2 separate regions of the Mus musculus genome follow, and region 2 is linked to region 1. Evidence: chromatin contacts called from public Hi-C data. All regions are on one chromosome and are shown on one strand. The core of a region is the stretch at or near the end of the contact, and the rest is flanking DNA. Distances in the headings are between cores, read along the strand shown.

Evidence for each region. Hi-C and Micro-C count contacts between places; a contact is called where the count stands out from the background.
Region 2: a Hi-C map of rod photoreceptor shows a contact between it and region 1, with 3 times the contacts expected there. The contact joins two enhancer-like sites. A contact is called at or near these places in 1 of 15 datasets of contacts at CTCF or cohesin (the NIH/3T3 cell line), 7 of 484 Hi-C or Micro-C datasets (cortical neurons, embryonic stem cells, nephron progenitors and 2 more), 2 of 115 datasets of contacts at active chromatin or transcription factors (the NIH/3T3 cell line and embryonic stem cells) and 3 of 9 other capture datasets (adipose tissue, embryonic stem cells and liver).

Annotation. Positions count from the first base shown.
Region 1 is chr6:137,593,671-137,600,158 of GRCm38.p6, reverse strand. The region is part of intron 1 of Eps8 (epidermal growth factor receptor pathway substrate 8); the gene reads left to right. Among named protein-coding and RNA genes, the nearest start is that of Eps8, 52 kb to the left of the region's middle. Within about 2 kb of position 2,263, at least 25 of the 459 cell types and tissues checked have an H3K27ac peak or open chromatin away from gene starts, as enhancers often do. A contact at or near this core is called in rod photoreceptor, where this site is marked.
Region 2 is chr6:137,710,612-137,717,099 of GRCm38.p6, reverse strand. It overlaps Gm38915 (a long non-coding RNA gene), which reads right to left. Exons shown (of 4, transcript XR_869522.1): 3 at 6,365-6,436. Among named protein-coding and RNA genes, the nearest start is that of Gm38915, 11 kb to the right of the region's middle. Within about 2 kb of position 3,724, at least 35 of the 459 cell types and tissues checked have an H3K27ac peak or open chromatin away from gene starts, as enhancers often do. A contact at or near this core is called in rod photoreceptor, where this site is marked.

The sequences.
Region 1 (6,488 bases), core at 1,014-3,513:
CAACCAAGCTTACTGGTGGCCAAACTTCAAATAACAGCGACAGAATTTCCTGGGGATCTGAATTGGGGGTGTCAAGAGAACTTCCCTGAGACCTCCACTGTGATATTTCATTTCATTGTTCCCTTTAGAGAGTCACCTAGATGAGCCATCTCCAGGGGTGTCCTTAAGAGTGTCCTGTAGATTTAATTCCATAGGTCATGGGTGGAAGACAGTTCAGCTCTTCTACTAGCTCTGAGCTTGAGAGCCTCTCTCCCCTGTTAACTTGCTCGTCTGGTAAACACAGAGGCCTCTGAATATATTTTTAAAATGTTCCCTGCTTTTCTGTGCTGTGGCTATGCTCCTGTTGGTTGCAGACAATGCGCTGTGTTACCATACTTCTCTGCATCTTCCCATATGTGGGGTGACCCCATCTATTCTATGTGCCTGGGAATGGAGCCTCGGCGTGCTATTAGTGGGCTTCCTAAAGTCAGGCAGTAGTTGACAGAGGTGAGATGGAACCTGGGAAAGACTGGTTCACTTCTGAGCTTGTGTTGCTTCACCCAACATTAGCCAGAGTTCTGGTGGGCATCTAGGTCCTGGGGTAGCTTTGTCCCTCACCTCAGCAGTTTCTTTCTTTCTTTCTTTCTTTCTTTCTTTCTTTCTTTCTTTCTTTCTTTCTTTCTTTCTTTCTTTCTTTCTTTCTTTCTTTCTTTCTTTCTTTCTTTCTTTTTGTAATTACATATTTTCCTCAGTTACATTTCCAATGCTATCCCAAAAGTCCCCCACACCCTCCCCTCCCCCCCCCCCCGCTCCCCTACCCACCCATTCCCATTTTTTGGCCCTGGCATTCCCCTGTACTAGGGCATATAAAATTTGCGTGTCCAATGGGCCTCTCTTTCCAGTGATGGCCGACTAGGCCATCTTTTGATACATATGCAGCTAGAGTCAAGAGCTCCGGGGTGCTGGTTAGTTCATAATGTTGCACCTATAGGGTTGCAGATCTCTTTAGCTCCTTGGATACTTTCTCTAGCTCCTCCATTGGGGGCCCTGTGATCCATCCAATAGCTGACTGTGAGCATCCACTCATGTGTTCTATTTAGTTAATTTAGTGTGGGTTCTTGTGTGTGACCTACAGGGTTGGTTTTTTTTTTCAGCATTAATTTTTTATTTGTAATTATGTATCTCTGTGCAGGTATGTGCACATGACTGCAGTTTCCTGCAGAAGCCAGAAGAGAGTGTCTGACCCCATGGAGTTACAGGCTGTAAGATCTCTGACATGGGTGTTGTCCTTTAGAAGACAGCAAATGCTCTTAACCTTTGAGCCATTTCTCCAGCCCCATGATCTACAGTTTATAAGACTTACATAGATTTTAGTCAGTACTAGATCTTTATTCAGTGAGTTCTATATCCACTAATTTGAGTTTTTTTAGTCCTTGGATCCCAGGGTTTCTTCCTTTGAACGCGATTTCTATCCCCATCCTAGCTGCTGCCTGAGAGCCACATGTGCTGACTCGAGTTCTCTGTGTGTCAGAGAACCGAGAAGGAAGACTGACAGCTCCCACAAGGACACCAACATTGCCTTTTAAAAGCTCATTAAAACACTTAAAGTGACCTCAGGGGACCTTTAGCGGCTTTTGTGACAAGCTTTGTTTACTGGTAATACCGCTGCATTAGGAGTCTCCAGAGAGAAGCAGCCAAGAGAGCTACAGAGACAGAGGCAGATGAGAAGGGATTTGTCTCACAAGGCTGGAGGCTGGGACAGCTCACCGTGGGCTCTCCTTGTATCAGAGAACCAAGGACATCAGTAGCTGTGACCGTCCAGGTCCAGAAGCCTCAGCATTAGGGAAGCCGTTGATGTAATTCTCAGACTAAGGACTGATTCCTGAGAGCCTGGTAGGGAAGGCCCAAGTTTCATTCTGAAAGCCAGAGAACATGGAGCTCGGCCATGCACAGGCAAGAGAAGATGGGCATCCTGGATCTGGAAGAGAGAGCAGGAACGGACTCTTCTGCTACCACAGTGTTCCATTTGCACCTCCAGTTGATTGGAGGGTGACTGTCCACAGTCAGGGAAGATGGACCCCACTCGGCAGACTGACCTCCAGAATCATGCTCACTGGCATGTTCAGAAATGCTTAGAAATGTACTCCACAGCTAACTAGGTATCCCCGAATACAGTGAAGCCGATGCCTACAATTAACAGTGTTCTCCCGGAGATGGAGACCGGGAACTCTATTGTTATTCAGATCCTGTTCAATAACTTTGGGACTTTGAACAGGTTTTATGACCTCCTTAGACCTCAGCTCTTCACTACAGCAGGAGAGTACTATATACTCCCAGGTGACAGGGTGACTAAGACGATGACACGATTTAAAAGTATCATGTGTGTGATGTAATACCCAGGGTATAAAATGCTACGATGAATTAGCAGATCAGACATAATGGCCTGAATAAGACCTGCAGAGGATAAAGCCAGGCAACATTATGTGGTGGAATGGGGAGGGGCCCATGAGCCTCTACCCCAGCTGAGGATCTAATGACAGTTGATGACTTATCTGGGGAAGGGAGTCTGCTTTCTTTAAGGGCGTGGCTCCTGCTAAATGTATGATGCTACAGTGCATGGCTCCACACCCTCAATATGGGCAGCACATTTTGGACTTGCTGGGCTATTAAAAAATAATGCATGAAGTTGAGAGGAGGTCACATGGGCCTAAGATGGCTGGGAATGAAGGAGATCACACTAACACATTGTATGCATGTGCGAATAAACTGAAAATATTCTTAAAAAGGAAAAGCAAGCGTAAGTACTGCATTTCGAAGGCTCTGGGACTGGGAAACTTTGACTTTAGATTGTTCTGGGTGGGAATTAGCTGAAAAAAATGTGGCCTCTGTGGATGGAGGGGCAGAGGTGAAACTCGGGTGAAGATCTTCTGAGATTCTAGCCCCAGATTGGTGGATTTCCACAAGGAATATCTAATAGTGCGCCACCTTATGATTCTGTGTTGTGACTTTTCTAATGCTTAAAATAAGGTCCCTGGGCTTAGACACCTTATAAATAAAGAGGTTTACGTAGTTCATCATTCTAGAGACTGAAAGTTCAAGGTGGGATAGCCCCCTGATCTAGCCCCTGGTGAGGGACTTATGACAAACTGTGTTACAATGATGGGAGGATTTGAGCAGGACAGGGAGGCAGAGAGAGTCAACTGTCACACTTGCTCATTTCCTGAGAAGAGCCAGCTTTCTTCTGACACCAGCATTAATCTCTGCTGAAGGCAGGAATCTCCCCCCACCCCACTGACCTAATTAACTTTTCTAAACTCTTAAAGGTGAACCACCAAACCTCCGTCGGTGAGCATTTTGGAGACACGGTCAGACCATCTCCAAGCCATAGCAGATTTGACCCACAAGTCCTGGGAGTGGATGTACTCATGGGTGGATCCCCCAAGCATTTGTTAAACACCTCCTGCTACCAGGCATTCTGCAGGGACTCCTATCACAGTAAAACATGTCTGTGTCTTGCTCTCTCCTTTTGGCATGTGTATCTGACTATGAGACAGATCTGTAAACAAATGTTGCTACCACATGATAGCCATGCCCCTAGAAGTCAGGTCAAGTGGGCTCAGAGAAAGCTGGTTTTGGCTGATACTTTGTTTCTGAAGGTGAGGGATTTCTAACAATAGGAGGCTGATCACTAAGTACAAAGAATTATTTGGATATGTTTTCATCTAGGTCCCTTAGGTCCTCTGAAATTGTAACTTTGGGCATCTGGAAGAATAAGCCATCCTAGCTTGCTTTGCTGTTGCTGTGATGTAAGACACTGACCAAAAGCAACCAGGGGAAGAAAGGCTTTAGTTGGCTTAGATGTCCGATTATAGTCTGTCATTGAAGGAAAGCAGGGCAGGGACACAAGCAAAAGCTGAGGCAAGAACCATGGAGGAAATCTGCCTGGTGACCAGTTCTCTCTCCTGTCTTCTCTCTTCCTCTCCCCTATTCTCCTCTCCTTTATCCTCTTCTTTTCTGCTCAGATAACTTTCTTATACAGCTCAGGACCACCAGAGTGGGCTGGGCTCTCCCACAACAATTAGCAGTAAAGGAAATGCCCCAAAGAAACTCCCACAGGCTGATCTCTCATGGAGACAATTCCTCAGGTGAAGTTCCCTCCTCTGAGTTGTGTGAACATGACAGCTAAATCAGACATCACAGAAGTCTGTCTTTAAACTTTTCTAGTGACATTTATGCCTAGACTACAATTTAGAGCAGTAAAATTACAGACAAAATCTTGCTGGTTACTGAGGAGTCTACTCTAGGCTGCAATATGAAAAAGGACTTCAGATGTGTTTCTTGATGTTCATTTACAACCACGGTGTTGTTCTTGACATTTTAGAAGTGAGTCTGTAGTTAGCTGGCATAAAAATAATGTTAAATATCAGAAAAATAACTAGGTGCTGACAATTAGAAAATTTGCCACTAGGTATTTAACACTAGGCACTCAGAATAATGTACTGTATATAAAATATTAAAATATGTGAGATGTCTCATACATAGAATACATTCTTAAGCATGACCACTCGCCAGATGGCAAGAATTCTGCTGCTGGCCTCTGAATGCAGACTTACCAAAGTGGATGCTACCTTGCCACACTGGCTGAAAGAAAGGTTTTTGTACTCACTTTCAGATAAAGGATCTAGAACTTGCTTGATAAAATAAAAAGCTCATAGGTAATAAAACCAAAATTGATCTTCAAAGTCTTTGTTTTTGTTTTTTTTTTCTTCAGCAATTTATGCCCAATTCTACCTTGTCACCTGAGTGTTTGAAATAATTTAACTGACAAGTCCATCATGAAGTCTTGAAGAATGTAAGCCATCATTTACCAATTAGTTCATCCTGTGTCCTTCAGTAGTGTATCCCATGCCAAGAAAAAGTGAATAGAAACTTTGGAAGTAAATGACCTCCACGGGAGAGGGGGGTGGGGTGGGGGGGGGTTGGGGGGGTCAGGAATACTTGCTGCATTTGCAGAAGATGTAAGTTTGGTTCCTAGCACCCAAATTGTGTAGCTCACAACCATCTGTGACTCTAGCTTCAGGGTATCCAGCGCCCTCTTCTGGCCTGCTTGAGTACCTGCACTCACATAGGCACATACTGCCATACAGACACACATGCAGACATCTGGAGAAACAATAAAAACAAATCCTTAAAAAAAAAAACAGTGACAGAACCAAGCCCCCAGAGCCTGGCAATTTTCTGATAGTTTTAAACAATGTTTACTTTGCAGAGAACTTGCTATTTTGGTGTATTGTTATTACCAGTAAAGGCATTAGCAGTTAATAGCAAATGAAATGGATCTTGTCAAGCCAGCTATTGTGAGAAATGCTGTGTTTCTGAGGCACTGGTTGCTGTTGCTATTTAATGAACACAAGTATGTTACCTTCTGGGATCAGTTGGTTACATTTTAAATTAGTAATTTTTTATGTTTCTATTGTAATACAAAAGGCACTAGTTTTGACATAATATTTTCTTGTTTTTAAAAGTATATCACTGAATAATTCATATATATATATGAAGTCAAGCTGATTTTAATCCTAACAACATTAAATTAAATACAGTGTCTGTTATGCCCCATATATTAATGCTTCTAAGAGATTAGACTATGATTTCCTTGTCATTACCCAGATATATATATCAGAATAATATAACAGACCCAGTGTAATCATAGCTTCAGTGGCTGCTAATCCTTGGCCCATCTTGCTTTGTTCCTTTTCTGCTTCAGGTAGTTGCATTGTTTGTGTATGCGTCAAGGTCTCACCATGTAGCCCAGGTTGGGCCTGACCTTACCTCGCACCCTCCAAGTGCTGGAATTATAGCCACGTGCGCCATATATATATTTGTTATACCCTCCCTTATGAAGTCAAGTCAATTTTAATCCTAACGACATTAAATTAAGTACAGTGTCTGTTATGCCCCATATATTAATGCTTCTAAGAGATTTGACTATGATTTCCTTGTCATTACCCAGATATTACTAGATATTCAGTTAGTGCCCAGTGTGTTAGTAGTCTCACAGAGGTCTTTTTGGCATTGACTTCTAGTCAAAGTCTCGATAAAGAAGCTCTTTGACTGATAGAATTTTCATGTCTCCCTGCATCCCCACCCCTCAGTTCTGCCCACATTCTCCTTGCTGAAGCAGCTTCACTTGCCCTGTGGCATTTCCCAACAGGAGGTGACTCCAGTCTCCCCTTGAGTAGCTTAGTGTGTCCCTCTGTCTTGTGTAAATTTGTGCACGTGGGTGGGGAAGTGATAGAAAGATCCAGAATTGAAACCAAATTTGGATTATTTTTCCTTCCTCTTTGTTTTTCTTCCTTTCCTTTCCTTTCCCCTTCCCTTCCCTTCCCTTCCTTTCCCCTTCCTCTTCCCCTTCCCCATCCCCTTCCCCTTCTTCCCCTTCCCCTTCCCTTCCCTTTCCTTCCCTTTTCCTTTTCCTCTTTCTTTTTCTTTTTTCCCTTCCCTTCCCTTCT
Region 2 (6,488 bases), core at 2,475-4,974, 120 kb before region 1:
CCTTGCAGCATAAAGAAAGCTAGCCAATGGGAGCTTCCTGCTCAGTTCCTGCCTGACTACTGTTTATCAATCAGTTATTGTGTCTTCAGCCTTCCGGGCGTTATCATTTAGTACTGCTGAGCAACCAAGGGGAGTGGCAAGAGGCTGAGTGATTTGAGGTGGAGGTGGGGGCTATGAGGGCTCACTGACTGACAACTCAGAAGGAGGTAGCCCCACCTGGCGCTGGGCTTGGTTTTGTCTTGTTTTTAATAGTCATGGCTTCTAAGGAGCAGCACTGTCTAGCCTTGCCAGGCATTGCTCCCTAAACTCTTTAATTATTTTACATTTATTTTGTGTTCCTGAATATGTGTGTGTGCAAGTGTGCTATAATTCATGTGTTGGGGTTTGCACGGGACAACCTGTGCAAACTCTTTGTTTTAATTGTATTTTTTTTAACTGAGTGGCAAGACAATAGATTTTCATATACCCCTTTCATACATTCATAAGGACCCTGTCCTCTGAGCTCAGGATCCTCAGGCCTCTACATTAAAGTTTGAGACAGGGCCCATCACTGTTTGAGACAGAGTTCAACAATTTGACCAGCCAGGCTGACCAACAAAGCCCAGGACCTGCCTGTATGCACCACCCCAGCACTGAGATCAAAGACACAGGCCATGTCCAGGGTTCAACACAGCTGTTGGCATTTGGACTCAGACCCTCTGCCTTAGGGCACTTAGTAGGCACTTTACCAACTGAACTGCCTTCCCAGTCCTCAAGATTTTTTTTTTTAAATGAGAAACCATGACTGGACTGTGGGGAGCAGGTGTGGCGGCAGTCCCAAAGGCGCCAGGGACTGCAGCTAAGTCATATGACTTGCACCTGACTTCCTCATATAAGACACAAACATCTTGAGTGCTGCGCAGGTGTACCAGGATACAGGTGAATCCAATTTGGTGGAGATATGCCCCTGCTGCCCTGATTAGCTGAAGCTGCGTGCCTGGTGAGGTGGCGTGGCCTGCTGTGCGTGGATGGGAACTGAGAGTATAAAAGAGTGAGAGGCCCGGGTTAGAGGGAGGATTATTATTCGAGAGAGGATTGTTATTATTGGGAGATATAAACGAGGGAGAGATACAAACAGGGGAGATATAAAAACAAGGGAGATATAAACAAGGGAGATATAAACAAGGGAGATATAGAGAAAGAAGAAATAGGACTGAATAAACGTGTGCAGAAGGATCCTGTAGCAGCGTCGTTCTTGCTGGCGAGTTGGGGGCGCGCTCGACACTGGACCCATGTAATTTCTTAAGCATCAAGGCTACAGGCTTATGGGAAAACCCTTGTCTTGATATATGTATGGTAGATCACGCCATTCATTGGTGGGAACGCCTGTAATCCTAAAACCTAAATGATAGCGTGACCTGCTTATGTGGTGATAGTCAAGCTGCCTTTACCAAAGGCCAAACATTTGGGGACCAAGTCGAGGCACCAGGTCACTCACCAGACATTAATATGTGTTTGGCAATAAGGCAGATGGAAGATCATGTCTGTGATCTAAATGCCTGTGGTGCAATGTCTTAGCTGTTCCCTGGTGAGCCACAAAGAACAGGGATTCGTGGGGAATTTGATATTCTCTTCCAGGTAGAGCCTACACTAGCTGTTTCAGTTAGGATTCCAGCAGTTACTCAAGGCTAGATGTGTGTAGCCAGACTGGTCAGTGGACGTGCTTAGCTGGGATAATGATGGTCAAGGAAGTGAGGTGGAGACACTCATACACAGTGGTCCTCGAACATCACAGATCTAAATTCTCAAAAGCCATTACTTAGTCAGTTCAACAAGGGACTTTGGGACATAACACTTTTATTGACATTCTCATAGCCAGGTCCTGGGAGCTGCCTAAGGGTTTAGGAGTGGGCTAGTGCATTCTATAAAAGAGAGGTGTGTGATGATGAATCTGTACCAAGTGAGACGGGTGCTTTTGATTGGGGTCGTTGGAAAGTGTAGGGAAGTAAGCTTCAATGACGATGTGGCAGTTGAATGTGGCAGTAACACTCAGGACCATACTCCACAAGCCAGCTTGGTGCCAGCCTCTCCATATACAGATATAAAGGACTTTATTCACTTCCTTCTGCCAATTCAGAGTAAGCAGATGAGCTAGTAGTTGAAAGAAATCCATCTAATTGTGAAACTCATTCTTACAGAGACATTTCACACTGGAAAAAAAAAAAAGATCTTTGGTTTATTGGCTGACTGTTTCTCTGACTTAAGTCTTTTGTGTTGTGTGTCAACCAAACAACTCTAACCATGAAATTGTAGCTCATCATATCATCCTCAAAATGTATGAATATAATAAAAACATTCAAACCCATGGGGGGGGGGGGAGACTCAGAGCTACGCAGGCTGCTAGGCAAGCTACATTGCAAATATGTTGGCTTGCTCTTCAAAGGAGTTTATTTATTTGTTTTATTTGAAATTGATATCATGAAGTAACTATATAGAGGTAGAGCCCAGACTCTAGGTTATCAGGCTAATAACAGCAAATCTGTCCACAGAGTCCACAAAAGATCTACAACCACTGGAAAATGAATGTGGGGATTGCAGACTGACAAGTGTTTCTTTGGAAAACAAGACAGACAACTTTCTAAAATATAACTTTATTTGGAATAAAATGCCAACTTAACATTGTTTGCTTTAGTATTTTATGAAATAATAAAGTTTGCAACCCTGAAGTGGGAGGCCCACGTGTTGATTAGCTGGTTTCAGCACTGGCCCTTAAGGCAGCAGTGTGTTGCATTTTCTGCAGCTATGCTGGGTTCAGAGTGAGGCTGCATCTGCCTTCCCTTGAATAGAGTGCTTTTCAGAGCTGTAAGTTTGGTTTCTCTCGTGGCCAAGAGTCATCCTTCCCAAAAACAAACAAACAAACAAAAAACCCTAATATTTTAAAGGACAATGCATAGTTTGCACTTCAGGAAATTGGTGTTAACTACAAACAGGCCACCTTAGCAGAAAGAAGATAAGCTGGGTCTTATTATCTATGTGAGCCACCCCACTGTTTGAACTATTTATTCTTAAAAGACATGCTGGGAACTTGTTATGTGCACACTCTATTACTTTCTACAAAAGCTGGAGAGAAAAATGACACACTGATCAACAGGGGCAGAGATTTGACCTCCAGTGAAGATGCTGCTATAGAAGTGTACACACACACACACTCATACACACATTCACACATACACTCACACACACATTCACACATACACACATACACTCACACACACATTCACACATACACACAATAATACACACAGACACATTAACACACACATACACGCACACATTCATACATTCACACATACACACACACTAATACACACATACACACAAACATAATGCACAGAAACACACTAATATATGCATATGTCAAAATATACTACACATTAACACACACAAGATAGGCACACACACATACACTCACACACACACTAACATACACATACACACACAGAGAACACATTTGTTCTTACAATATAGAAAATGAGATCATTTTGTCTATGATTGTTACACACCCAGAGACAGAGCACTGTTAGCCCAGGGAGAGACAGGCAGACAATTGCTGCTTAGAACTGAGGAGCCATATGGGCGTCTTTGGATTATGCGGATGATCCAGAATTAACCCACAGAGAGTGACTTGGTGCATTAGAACTCCTAGCAGATTGTGGATTTGAAAAGGCATTCCAAGAGGCAGGGCTTATCCATGAGGCCTTCCCCAACCTTACCGCTATCCAAAGGCTAAAGGCTTTGTCCCTGTCCTCTAGAGCCCAGGCCAGGCAAGGCCTTGTCAGTGTTTTAAGGAAGATAAGGTCACTGGAGCAGCATGCTTATGAGTTTGCTGTTTGGAATATTCCTCATTAGAAGGGAGGCTGTGGTGTGGTGATGGCCAAGACCACAGAGGGACCCCACAAAGGTCACAGCTGAGCTCACAGTTGACTGCGGGAAGCAATCTGCTAGGCTCTGAAGACTTCCCACCCCCACCCCAAACTCAGCCTCTAGAGGAACTACCCAGTGAAGCCACCCAGCTAAGCCTGCCCGGGCTGCAGATTTCTGGGCAAAATCAGATGTTTGCTCCTGCTTTTAAGGATGGGTTCTGTGAGGCTTTAGATAATGGCACACACAATGGCCTGAGAACTGTTGTTACAGAGCGCTGCTTTGGAAAATGGTCCTTTAATTCCAGGAAGCGGCAGCTGGTGACTACAAAGAGATGAAACACTTCCCATGAAGACTGCATCTGAATTTCGGTCTTTTGACAGTGTTAAAGTCGTGTTAAAGACTTTTTTTTTTTTTTGGCTGTGTTCTAAAACTTGTACATTGATATACATGATAATGAAAGCTCCCAGAAAAATCTGCCACAGTGAGATGATTATATAAGGGGGAAAAAAAACGTTGAGGAATACTTGCATCTGAGGACTGCAAAGAAGAGAAATCAGGAAAGCTGGCAGAAAGAACTGGCCTGAAATTGAGATCCCTACGGTGCAAGGGAAACAGTGCTTCAAGGAGGCCCTTGTTTGAGTCGAAAGACTATTTCTGTTATAAACTGAGAATTAAAAACACACAAACTGGCTGCAGTGGTACAAACTTGTAGCCCTAGATGCTCAGGACTCTGAGGCAGGACTCCCATAACCACACACATACACACACACACACACACACACACACACACACACAAATAGAGATGTCTAAATAATATGTGTTAGTAGGATAAAGTAGAAACTTTGTATGTGCATAACACAGAAGTAGCATACATACATTCTTCTTTTATATAAGTAGTTTCTAAATGTACTTGAGTGATAAGCTTTACACGTAGAAAGACAAGCCTGCTGGCACAATCCTTTAACGCACTCAGGAAGTAGATGCAAACCAGCTGGCTCTGAGTTTGAATCCAGCCTGGTCTACACAGCAAGTTCCAGGTCAGCCAGGTATATATAGTGAGACAGTGTATAAATTTTTTTAAACATATAATAGCATAGCATCAATATAGAAAAGATATTAGTAATTAGATTTGGGCATTTCGTGGTAGTCCAAAGACAGTGAAGACCTGCCATATTGATTAGAGTTATGCGCTAGAATACAGAGAGGATAGATGCTGGTGAATATTGACTGTTAACTTGACAGGGCCTAGAATTATTCAGGGGACAAATCCAGGGGGCTTTCCTCTTAGGGAATTTCTGCACTGGGGTCCTTTAGCTGGGAAAACACACTCTTTTCTAGCACGTTCCGCAAGGTGGGGGGTCCAAGATCGATAAAAAGGAGAAAGGAGATGGCTCAATGATTAAGAGCACTTTGCTCTTGCAGAGGCCTTGGGTTTGGTTGTCAGTACCTACTTCAGGCGCTCATAATTGCCTATATAGCTCTAGTTACAGAGGATCCTAACCCTTAGTAAGTGCACACACACATGTATGCACACACGCACGTATACACACACACACACACATACACACACACACACACACACACATACCCATGCACACACACTCACATACACAGTCATGCACATACATACTCGCACACATTCATGCAACACACACTTATGAGCATACACACATACACACTCATGTTCATATACTCATGCTACACACACTCATGCACATACACACTAACACATGTACACACACTCATGCATGAACACACTCACACATACACTCACACACTCACACACACAAGAGTTAGGGAATCTTTAAAGAGGAGAAAGCCAGCTGAGCACCAGTGTTGTTCTCTCTCTCTCTCTGCTTCGAGAGCGCTGGCACCACGTGACCAGATGCCTCGTGTGCTTGCTGCCGAGAGCCTTTCCACATCATGGTTGACTGTATTCTTAAATGATGAGCCGGAAATAAACCCTTTCTTAACTCTCTTTTGTCAGGCATTTTGTCAATGCGATGAGAAAAGTAACTAATATAGGTGTGTACATGAAATCCATCCCGGTAGCAACTGAAGATGAGGGTCTTCAGTTCTTCAGCATTCAGAATTATCGAGCCAGAGGGAGGTGTTCTAATGAGGGGTCTTTGGAGGTCTGGTAGAGTCCTGGTTGGGTAATTAAAGGAATACTACTACTATCTACTACCACTACTACTACTAGTAGTAATAATAATTATATATATTTTAAAGCCTGGGAGACTGAAAGTAGAAATGTCACTTATCGTGTCCAAAGGTGATTCGAGCTGGCAAGAGATGCATAATGTCGAGGAGTCTTTAGTCTGTAAACTCAAATGTGTTTGCTCATAACTCTGTAGCTATGAAACTGATTTAACCAATACCAGACGAAATACTCCGACCTTTTTTGTTTTTACACAGCAACGTTTTATAATGACCCAAAACTTTCCATAGAATAACTCACCTCTCCATTTTAATTACGTCAGTAAGCATTTCTCAACTCGTCTGCCCACTCCTATCTTCCCATGTGTTTCAACTGCAGGAAAATAATCAGAAAACATTACTTTTCCACGTCTTACTGCCCCCCT